Regions from separate parts of the Mus musculus genome. Here regions 1 and 2 are each linked to region 3. A link is a contact called in public promoter capture Hi-C data. All regions are on one chromosome and are shown on one strand. Each heading gives the region's core, a stretch centred on a gene start, on an enhancer-like site or on the middle of the called end of the contact. The rest is flanking DNA. Distances are from core to core; before and after follow the strand shown.

The links. Promoter capture Hi-C pulls out the DNA fragments that hold promoters and counts their contacts.
Region 1: a promoter capture Hi-C map of hippocampal neurons shows a contact between it and region 3, with 2.8 times the contacts expected there. The contact joins two enhancer-like sites.
Region 2: a promoter capture Hi-C map of hippocampal neurons shows a contact between it and region 3, with 5 times the contacts expected there. The contact joins two enhancer-like sites. A contact is called at or near these places in 1 of 39 promoter capture datasets (hippocampal neurons) and 4 of 484 Hi-C or Micro-C datasets (cerebral cortex, cortical neurons, forebrain and 1 more).

What each region holds. Positions count from the first base shown.
Region 1 is chr14:86,488,164-86,491,793 of GRCm38.p6, forward strand. No RefSeq gene overlaps it. Among named protein-coding and RNA genes, the nearest start is that of Gm32969, 36 kb to the right of the region's middle. Within about 2 kb of position 1,553, at least 33 of the 459 cell types and tissues checked have an H3K27ac peak or open chromatin away from gene starts, as enhancers often do. A contact at or near this core is called in hippocampal neurons, where this site is marked.
Region 2 is chr14:86,158,060-86,161,969 of GRCm38.p6, forward strand. No RefSeq gene overlaps it. Among named protein-coding and RNA genes, the nearest start is that of Gm32729, 13 kb to the right of the region's middle. Within about 2 kb of position 1,647, at least 16 of the 459 cell types and tissues checked have an H3K27ac peak or open chromatin away from gene starts, as enhancers often do. A contact at or near this core is called in hippocampal neurons, where this site is marked.
Region 3 is chr14:86,305,291-86,309,248 of GRCm38.p6, forward strand. It overlaps Gm32860 (a long non-coding RNA gene), which reads left to right. Exons shown (of 4, transcript XR_383673.4): 3 at 1,337-1,427; 4 at 2,600-2,908. Among named protein-coding and RNA genes, the nearest start is that of Gm32815, 7.4 kb to the left of the region's middle. Within about 2 kb of position 2,646, at least 10 of the 459 cell types and tissues checked have an H3K27ac peak or open chromatin away from gene starts, as enhancers often do. A contact at or near this core is called in hippocampal neurons, where this site is marked.

The DNA of each region.
Region 1 (3,630 bases), core at 303-2,802, 180 kb after region 3:
CAAACATAAAATACCAGCAAAATATTTTTAAAATAATAAGTCAAAAATCTATGCATATCTCTATGTCAAGCCGGGCATTCCCTGAGTAAACTCAGATGGTGAAAAGTATCTAAATGAACTAGTAATCATTCATTCACTTTCATCGTTAATAATTCATTTGCGTTCTTGTTGAGATGGGACTTAACAACAAGAAAGTCGGAGGTGCTGAAAGAGAAGAGCTGTGGGTTCAAACTGACAGCAAGAAGCCTGAAGGAACGCAGATATGCCTCTGGCCAGCATGGCAATGTTGTTCATAAGCTCAGCATAAGATCACTGGCTTCCCATCCCAACCCTAGGCAGTCTGTGAGCTAGAGTTTGCTGAGCTAACAGGGTCTTGCGTTTAGATCCTGCTTGTGACCTGAGCCAGGTACATTTCTACCACTGATCAACAGCACAGGTCACAGTAAAGAGCAGCCTTGAAGGGACCCATGACACCTCCCACAGCTCTGAGAGTGGGATGGTGTGATGAGCTGTAGCTTGGTAATGAAGACTATCCTGGAGGTAAGGCATTGAAAATGTGACCTCCACTTCATATATGTGGGTTTTCAAGTAGAAGTCAAAGATCTCCTCTCCACAGCATAACGCCAAGTGAAAAATTAAACAGGCTATCAGTACCAGCCTGGTCTGTTTGACCAGGGGAGTCTTTGATTATGGTGTAGATGTTTTCTTGACTCCTACATTCAAGAGCAAAACAGCCTCCATGCTCCTGTGGATTAATGTTTTTGGATACATGTCTGTGGTATGAAAAGCTTTAGCACATCAAACACTGATACAGGAGCATTTACCCTGCAGCAATGATATAATCAACAGAATAAACTCACAGGTTATTATGATTCAGATCAACAAGATAAAGTCCTTTATTTTCCAAATAAAGATATAACATTACTCTGCCGGAGCAAAACTAACTAAAAAGTCATCATCAGGAAAGAGCTTAGAACCCGCCCAAATAATTTCTCCTGAACCATCTCTCTGTCTGAGCCTCCCTCCCTCTCCTTTGTTTATCTTCCATTGTCTACAGTCGCCAGCAAGTAAACATCAATGCCTAAGCAGGAACAAAAGGAAACAGAAACATATATTTATGTAAACTTGTATTGATTCAACTAGGAAGGAACTCAGCAGCTTTCGACTTCCGAGTCACAAATCATTATGATCAGAAATGCCGATGTGCCAGGAATACATGAGAGCTTTCCCCCACCATCACCGTGAGGGCCCGTTGTGTAGCTGTAGTTAAGCTGGGAAACATTAAAAATAGTTTTCAGCCTCCACTTCTCCTGTGTTATTTTGGGGAACGGAGGACACAATGGTTGAGTCCTGGCTCATGCATTCCGCTCCACGTTCAGTCACATTTGGAAAAATCCAAGGGAGGCCACATCACCTTTCCAAACATGAGAAAACTCTGTTCTTCCCCAAGATGACCCGAAATGTTCTAATTATTGGTTATTCCCTCTGGTCGGTGATGCAGCCAACAAGCGCGTAGAGTTCAGTGAACCCACAAGCGCACAGCTGTTATCTTTGACTTGTGGCCAAAACAAAAATTGGAACAGAATTTACCCAGACAAGTGTAAAGGCTTCTGTTTAAAGCAGCTATTTTCTAAGCCAGATAAACAGCTTTGAAATGGAGAAGAAATGAATCCTTTTCAAAAATGCCTGAATCAAAGCGAGGTCAGCGTGCTGAAGACAAGATGTTAACGTAGATTGGCCACATGGATGCGCAGGCTCCCAAAGCCTCCACTTCCCTGGACTTCTTTGGTCAACAAGTTTTGTGTTTCAAAACCAACTTTCATCATTTGGCTATGTTTATTAGTTCCTTCAAGGGATACAACACAAACGGTCAACAAACTGCTCTGGGGGAAGCTCCTGCTAGCCAGCCACTGCATGGACCAGTGGCCTATTTTGGCCAATGGCATCAGAGTCTTCTGTGTGGAAATCCAGAAGAGGAAAGAAAACAAAGCAGGTTCCCTTTGAGTCAGTGTTTCTGGCCTTGGAATTTCTTCGAAGAGACATTAGCAAGTGCCTCATTTTTTATAAGTGGCAGAGGGCCTGGTAAGCAATGGCTGGTGGGAGAAACAGGAGGAAATCGCCCTCCTGTTCCTTACACAAACACTGTGTTCCTGTGTTAATCTGGCAATCCATCTTGCGATCACCAAACAGCACCGAGCGAGGAAGCAATTCACACTGCAATAGTGCTCCTCCGAGCTTTTCATAGCTTGATGCCTATTGCAGCTGCTTATATTGTACCAGCAGGTGGGTATAAAATAGCAGATTCCAGAGCCTACGGAAGCCGTGTCCCAGGGTAGAAGAGGAGATGATTTTTTTTCCAGTAGAGTGAATATGCATATCAATGTACCTGAATGGAGAGCTGGGTCCTGGTGAGCTGTCATCGGCAGCAAATCCATCTGCACTTCCATCTCAAGTGGTCTATTTCTGCGATAACAAGGCTTCTGCAGCAAAGGGTTGAAAAGCCTGCTTTTCTCAATTCCTGCGGGGCCGGCAGACCACATCTACAGTGCAGACAGCCTTGAGCCCAACAACTTCCCTTCATTTCCAAATTCTCCCTGCACTCTTCATTTGCAGCAGTCATAAAAAATAAAAATAAAAATAAAATAGAATCTCATCAGTTTTGAAGTCCTGGCTTTCGTGGATAATAAGCATCAGGTAGCCAGACAAGAAAGCTCGCTACTAAATGTAGGTGGCCATTCTAAAAATCCTCCGTCATTAAGGCAGTCAGCTGCATAATTGGGGTCAACTTCATACCCAATGGGCAGGGATAGTTATCAGAAGTCCATCAAGCAAATGGATGGAATGTCTCAAACCTACAAGCATCAGGCTCTTTCCAAAATAACAAGAAGTGACAGCTGAAGTCATGCTTAACAGAATCGGTTTTAAAATGTGAAATGGGGTTTAAATGTGGCACTGCCTTCCTATGGGGTGTGAATGAGGTTCAGAATCCAGGAGCAGAGATCCCTAGTAAAGCCAAGACCCTTGCTTTGTCATCTGTTTATGAGAACTAGTTATCTCTAGATAATACTTGAAAGAATGATGACGTGTGGACAACAGACAGGAGAGCCTTAGTGAACTTCTAAAGTGGCAGAAATGTTGTTTACCTGGCCGTCTGTTTATAACAGACAAGCAAAGAAATTATGTCTGCACTCCTTTTCAGTTCCAGAACCATAGATACTTGTTACTTGTTCCTTCTAAGAATTCATTGCTTTTTTTTATATATACAATTTTTTAATACTTGCGGGCCAGCACATATTTTCTGCAAAAAACCACAATGGGTTAAAAGTGTATGGATCACTCCATCTCTGTCACAACTACTTAACTCTGACATTTCACTTTAGCATGCTAGGCAACCACAGTTAATGAACAGCAAAATCGTGTGGCTGGGTTCAATAAATTATATTTACAAAATAGATTTAGGGTTAGCTCTAGGTTGTAGCCACAGTTTGAGGGTCCCTTTCTAAGATATTACATCTTGTGCAAGTCCCGTGAATTTTTATTTGCTTTCCTATATCTTGATAACCTGCTATAGATTGATGATTCTCTGATTACTTCATATTTCCAATGCCTGTGTCCTTGGGCTGGCCTCTC
Region 2 (3,910 bases), core at 397-2,896, 150 kb before region 3:
AACTGTAGATAAAACTGATTCAACCATGAATGCTTTCTAAAAGGATCTGACAAAAAAAAAAAAAGAAAAAAAAAGAAGGTAAAATGTCATCGATAATGACAATGCAGGCTGTTGTGGGATGCTGGAGTTAATAAAGATGATTCTCTGCAGATCCAAACTGATCAAACGGGGAAAGGATATCGGAATTGTATTCATGCTTGTTGAATAGCACATTTCATAGAGCACAATTAGGTAGATTCAAAAACCACAATGGATACAGAAAAGACAAGGATGTTAGGTGCGCCCTCTGTGATGACTCTTGAGATCTGGACAGAAAGAAAAAAAAATGCAGACTTTAGGAAAGTGAATCCCTCAGGACAGAGAACTGACTTGAGCTGTGTTCTTACTTGGCTTTCTTTAAGGGCGTTCATCCACAATTTGAAGTGTCAGGTTTTTTTTTTTACCCTGATCCTGACTTTAACACTTCATATGATGTGATAGGAACCCTCTCACATCCACTGAATGTCTTGGATCTTGAGTCAGAGCTTGACTGACAGGTCTATTGATGCTTTATCATCTCTGACACTCCTGATCTTAGATGCAAACATAACTTCAGCTTTGGTCTACAGGGTTTCCTTTGACCTACGCTGTGGTCAGAGATAGAGATCAAGATGAGTGAATCACTAAATGCAAAGAAATGACAGGAATAATATATCGTGTGTAGAACATTCAGGCAATGAGAGGAAGAAGTTGTGAAGGGGGATTGGAGAAACTTTGGAAGGGGTGATATTTAGTTTGGTCTCTAAAGGCAAGATAAGGAAGACTGTAGATGCAGATGTATCTCACATGGAGAGGCAGCAAGCAACCAAATCTCTCCTCACAGATATGAGAAAAATGACTTGTGCAGTCTAGCACAGAACACTGCTTGCAAGAATAGATGGAATAAATCCTATGTTAATATACAAACTCCATGCTGTACATTCTACAAAGGTAAGGATTGTTATCATGTGATGCTTGGTTTTAAATTGAAGTGAATAACAATACCTTCTAAAGTAAAAGCTAGACAAGCCTTTAACCCAATAATCATGCACAGTATCGTTAAATCTCTGGGCTTCACCCACTTCTCTAAAGACCTCTTACTCATGAGTCAGGTAGGGAGATGCCGCATCTGTGGAACAGAGCTAGCGTGAGTTTTGTTATGGGTACATGTACTTGCAGACACAGCATGACTCACATGTGTGGGATATGAAGCCTCCTACAGATCAGCATGGATTCACAGGCAGCAGCTGCTACTGTCCTCCTCTGCAGTTTGTTCCCTGAAAAGGGTGGCGTGTTCCCACCATCACAGAAGTTCGCAATCACCAAACTCCTTTGCTCTACATTGTGACCACGTAGTAAATCATCGTGTTTCCTAGTCTCGGCTTTCTATGTCTTTGCATCGTCGTGCCAACAAATCTATCCCTTCACTTGGACTTTATCCACGGTTCCTTACCTAGTGCCTTGTATCAGCCTTCCAGCTCTCTCGTCTCTGGTCCACCCTCTGTACTGAGGTGGGATAGAAAAAGGCTGCTTTGTCCTACTGTGCTTTGATTCAAAATTCATAAATAGCTCACAGTGCCAACATCAGTGACTCTCTTGCTTTATCGTTATGAAAGTCACACTTGATATTTGTCTGAAAGACGGGTTTCAGAAAATGCTTCTTCCCCTCTGATTCAGAGGCAGTACAATCCAGGAATCTTCTGTTTTTTAACAAATGAAAATTTGGCATTGATTTTATTATGGGGCTTTTAGAGGGCAGCCTTACAGCAGAGTTTGGCACTTCATACATTCATGACTAAGTTTTAAGTATCTGTCACCAAATGTCCTTTATCTGTCATATCATTATTCCAGTAAGCATGATTATCAAAATAGTGATTATAACATATAATTTGATGTACATTCAATGCATGGCTATCAATTTTTCTATTGATGTAAACATACTGGACTTTGTAAATAACATACCATATGAGATCATTTAATGATTCCCAAGGAGTTGATAACTGGTACAAATGTACCTATTAAAATAGCTCACAGATTTTTTTTTAAGTGTTAAATTCTTCATAGTCATATTTAAATGAAGCTTGATTCCTGGTCCTAGAATTTCACAGTTTACAGAAGTCTCCAAAAAGTAACTTTTTCTGCCAAGAAGGGAGGGTTTTTATCATCCTGACAAGATCTTAATCATGAGGCATAATTAATCATGTCTTTCCTGTGTACCTACTGGGGATAGGTTAGTGTCATTGGAAATTTTGAGGGTGTTTTTGTTTCCCTGAAATGGTGTCCATTCCATCACCATATAAAAGGAGACTGGTTGCCATGGAAATAGTGAAATGATTGGCTAACAGATACACATGATATGGCTGGAGAATACATGATAGTGTAGAACAGAGAGTGAATGGCACTGAGAGACTCAGCAAGCAAGTGTCATGGGAAGAATAAAGGTCATAGAAAGACCATGTTAGGCCATTAGGACTCAAAGCCAACTCTCCGCTCATCTGTTGGCATTGGAGAAGCCTGTGTACATGATGCTAAAGCAAAATAAATAGAAAGCTGTTGTTTTGTTTCTATATCCCAAATTATTACCTAATCAAAGCAAATTTAAACTTAGGAGCATTCCTTGTGACTAATTTTTAAATCAATAAATTAAAATCATATGTACTTACATATGCAAAATATTATTTTGATATATGTATATGAATGACTTAACTGAGTTAATTAAATTTCATTATATCACACTTACTTTTATATTGAGATATATAATTACTTTCTTAGAGATTTTTAAGATATAACATACTAACACGGCCTATTGCTATCATGCTGTTCAATTGACCTCTTAAGCTTATTTCTACCACACAACTGAAGTTTTGCACTTTTTAGCTGATACCTTCCTAACCAGCTCTACCCACTCCACCCTGACCATCCTACCACTCCATGGCAGACCCTGGTCATCACCTTTTTATTCTCAATTATGAGAACCAACATTTTTTTTAATTCCACCTACATATAAGATCATGTAGTGTTTCTGTCTTACACATTTCCTATTAATGCCCTCCAGGTCCATGTACATTGTGACAAGTATCATGCTTTCTTTTATTCAAGCAGAGAATTACTACACTGTGCATGTGCCAAAATCACATTTTCTATATTCACATATTCACTGACAGATGTCTAGTATTGTTTCATATCTTAGTTATATTAAATATGATACACAGGGCTTAAGAGGCACTTCAAAATGCTTTTTAAATTTCTGTTCTATGTATACCTAAGGGTGGGATATAGATCATATAGTAAATACTAGATTGATTTTTTTGAGGGAGTATTCACACTCTTTTCTGTAATAACTGTATTAGTTTACGTTGGTAATGATCATCTGCAAGTGTTTCATTTTCTCTGTGTCCTCACAAAGACATGTTCGTTTTCACCTTTTTGATAATAGTCATTCACTTTGAGGTGGTATCTCCTGTGTTTTGCATTTCCAGTCTTTTCATGAGCATAATTTTAAGAAGAAACCTGTCAATCATTTCTATGATTTTCACAGGAAACTATCTATTTGGGTATTTTGCTTATTTTTAAGCATATTATTTGTTTTCTTGTTATTGAGTTAAAATTACTTGCCTACTCTGGATATTAATGCCTTATCATGTGGAGAGCTTGAAGTTATTTTCCTCTACTCCCTGGGTTGTCTCTTCACTTACTCACTTTCTTGCTTTGATAAATTTTGGCCTGTGCTTTTGCCAATTGCAGACAGCGGCTGTAGGCTTAGATTTAAAACCCACTTTTATAAGTATACTTAAATACTTTAACCTCCCTTCTAGCCCATTACCCACAAGAGGTAGTAGAAAGAAAAGGTTAGGAGGGCAAAGGAAGATGTGGATCTCTTTAGATATAGTTC
Region 3 (3,958 bases), core at 1,396-3,895:
TCTCCAAAAATCAAGTTAGAGTCAAGCTAATGAAGAGGTAGTCTCAGGTTCTATTACTCATAGTTACAGTCAAGAGTGTAAGGGGTGCATCAAGTAGACTTAAAGGACCAGCCAAGGTGGAGTTGTCACCTTCCAGGACTACTCCAGAAAGTAAAGAAAACCATACATGCAATTTTTAATTTATTTCTTTGATTCATATACAAATATACGTTTATTTGTATTGTTCATATGAAGTCCAGAGGACAACACATGGAGTTGGTTCTCTTCTTCCATCAGGTAGTTGGCCCCAGAAGGTGAACTCCTGTCATCATGTTTTGCAGCAAGTGGCTTTACCTACTGTATCATATCAACACCACTGTAAAATGTTTATAAAGCAAAACAGCAATCGATTGATGGGTAGATATGGTATAAGTCCATAGAATGTGGCAGCAGACTTAAAGCAGGGGAAGTCTTTAGCCACAGCTCTAACCCCAGTACCCAGAGGTGTGTCTGGCATATAAATGACTCCATTAGTGGCTTGTTAGTGAATAAGTGGTCCACCCTCTCATTTCTTAACATTAGAATTTCTAGACGATATTTTTTGAATGACTAAACTCTTCTCTTTGAAGAGTCAGGCTGCCCTTAGAGGGATTAAAATCAAAGCTGCTAAAAAAAAATAACATAGTCTCATATATGAAATGGATTCTAAGATGAAAGTGGTGGGTTACTCAAAATAACCCCTTGCAGATAATTCCATATCCTATTTCTTTAGTTAATTGATATTACTTCTTGAAAATCAACTACAGGGTCCTTCACAAAGCCCTCCCCAACCCTGATTCCCATTGTTTATAACTCAACACTCCCCATAGTACTTCCAAAAGAGTGTAATACATTGTGAATATCTTTCATGATAGTGCTCACATTTTTAAATCCACTGATCCTCTCCTTGAGCCTCTAACTTCATTTAGGAAAGTAACATTGTCTTATTCTTGTAATAATTCTTAATTCCTAATATAGTATCTGGCACCTAGTAGATGCTAAATATGTTTCCGTCAAAGTGAACTGAATTCTTGAAGACTTTCATAGATGCTATCAATTTTATAACCTGATTCACTCATGCATTAGCTTTCAGCTAGTTTTTTTCAACTAATCCCTGTTCAAACCTGGGAGGAATGATAAGGTATCATTTCATAAAGACTTTCAGGACTACTTTCAAGGTACCGAATGTCATTTTGAAAGAATTCTAATCAATAATAGTTTAAATTAGATATCAGAGAATCCAATGCATACATAAGTGCTTGCAATATTTATATAAAGCTAAACTCAACAGCTTTTTCATTCCCTTTCCTTCATTTAGCGTGACATTTTAGCTGATCTTCCTGAACTGCTGAGTAGAGCAAGAGCATTTCTATTACAGCCTCTTTTCCTCTGTGGTGTTCTACCAACAGGTGTGTAGGATTCTTTATTTTATGTATATTTTTTCTTTGCTTGCTTTATTATAAAAAAAATTTACTTTGACTGGTTCTATTTCAATAAAGGCTCACTTGGATTGCATGTATAATTCAAATACAGGGCTGAGATGTCTCAGCCTGTGAAGTTGTCTGCCACCAAGTCTAACAATATTAGTTCAATCCATACATGATAGAAGGAGAAAACCAACTTTCCCAAGTTGTCCTCTGTTTTCTACACATATACTGTGGTGCACGTGCATGCGCACACACACACCACACACACACACACACACACACACACACACACACACACACACACGAATGCAGACAAACACACACAAATAAATGCAATTTTTAAAAGTTAATTCTAATGTGGGGATCAGTTATTCCCTCAGAACTATCTAATGTGTGATTAATAAAAAGGGTTTTCTTTTTTCCCTCAACTTTCATTTTCCTCTGGAATTCGGGGATTAAGGAGAATGTAACCCATCCTTACACTCACAGCAGTCAGGATATAGAGTACTGAGGAAATGCCTTACCCTAAGAAAGTGGAGTTCATGTGATGTATAGAGGGATGTGACAGCATGAGTCCATACACTCCATTGAGCACTCTTCAGGAAAGGTGAACGTGTGTTTCCTGGCTGCCTACTTGCCATAGATATTTAAACCACCACCATTCACAGAAACATTTTCCTTAAAAAATAAACTATGAACAAAGTATGCAAATGTTTAAGTAAATTCTCTTTAAGGTGATAAATAGGGAAAAAATGTCTGCAAGGTCTTTAACTTGTGAGATTTATCTTCAGAAAAAGAAGTAAAAGGTTAAGAGGGGGTCATTTTTCTGTTTTTAACATCTGTTAGATTTGTCAGAAGTATTTGTGTTTCTCACCATTTTACAGCGTGTTTTCCACATGTTTCTTCTCTAGTATCACATCTTCTTTCTCAAGAACAGTGCCCAGTGCTACAGACACACACACACACACACACACACACACACACACACACACACACACACACATCTGCATTCACATCTCAACATATAGTTCTAACAAGACTTCTTTAAAGCGTATTGTATTTTCCTGACTGATTTCAGTTGTATTCATTTCATTATCTCCAGTCATTTCCCATTTCCTAAATTTCTTGCCTCAATACATCTGACACTCTTCCAGGTTCTACTTTGGAATAACAACCTGCCGATCCCTGCTCTGCAGCAGCCCCTGCTGGCAAGAGACACATCTCTGATATGCCTGGGCTTTCTCAGCTGTGCCTGTCAAACCTGGTCCTTCATCCCCAGGGAGCCATGCCTCAGTCTAGCCACAAGTGACCATAGTCTAGCCAGGAGTGACTTAACAGTCAGAAGATCCTGGAGCCAGGCTGTGTGCCATCTGCAGGGTAGCAGCTGCACATTGTTACCAGGATGGAAGGAGAATGCCAGATGAATGAGGAAGTTCAGCACGACTTTTTGTTTGTTTCTCCAACACATAAAAAAAAAATTGAAGCTGTGACTAAAATGATAAAAGGAAATCAATGCAGAAAAACAGACCACCTGAAAATCTTCTCTTGAAGCACGCGTGGTGACATGATGTCAAAGAGACATTCTTTTCAGGGAGAAGGCATATTAAATTATGTTCGCACTGACTGCTCTTCCAAGGACTGTTGATAGATGCTTAAGAGAGGAAAATATCCCTCTCTGCTTGACCTTAAAAGCTGTCTTACCACAGGCCTTAGACATTCAAATAGGAGCATAAAACATTCTTTCATTGATCCCATAAAGTATTTTCAAGCTGTTCCCTTTAGCTTTTCCTTATCATTTGCCAATGCATAAAGACAAGGCATGGGTGCACATAGAAAGACAGATAGATAGGTAGGTAGGTAGAAGGATAGATAGATAGATAGATAGATAGATAGATAGATAGATAGATAGATAGATAGATAGATAGACAAATAGGTGGAGGTATAGATATATTGATTCTGAGCTGAAGAATAAATATATTCATCATTCAGTGTGACAGAAGCAGAGTGGAGTATACTCAGGTGATTGCAATTTGCTTTGCCTTGTACCCATGAAAACTCCTGGCAGTGGAAAGAAAACCGAGCAGGCAGGTTATGATAACAGAAAATAGCTGCTTTTTCTCACATTTATCATTATATGTAAGCCAATCTTTCTAAAGACTGTGAAATGCATACATTTGTAATAAATACACTACTCCTCTAAGGCTGGATTGAAAAGATAACAAGACTGGAGAACCAATCTACACGAACTCAAATTAAGTTGTGGGGAGAAAAAAAAAACAACAGGATGTTGATTGGGAGAAATGAAGGCCATAAGAACAATAGGTGACAGGAAACAGGGACCAGAAGACTGGCTTCAGGATTTGTAGTATGTGTCTATTTTAGTACAAGGAAATGTATCCTTAGGAGGAAGGGCGAATAAGCATTAAACAATGGAAGAAACGTTGTATTTTTGTACTCAATCTCAACAGGAACAGCATCCTTCACTAGAGTGACCTCAGAGGTCCCTCTACTCC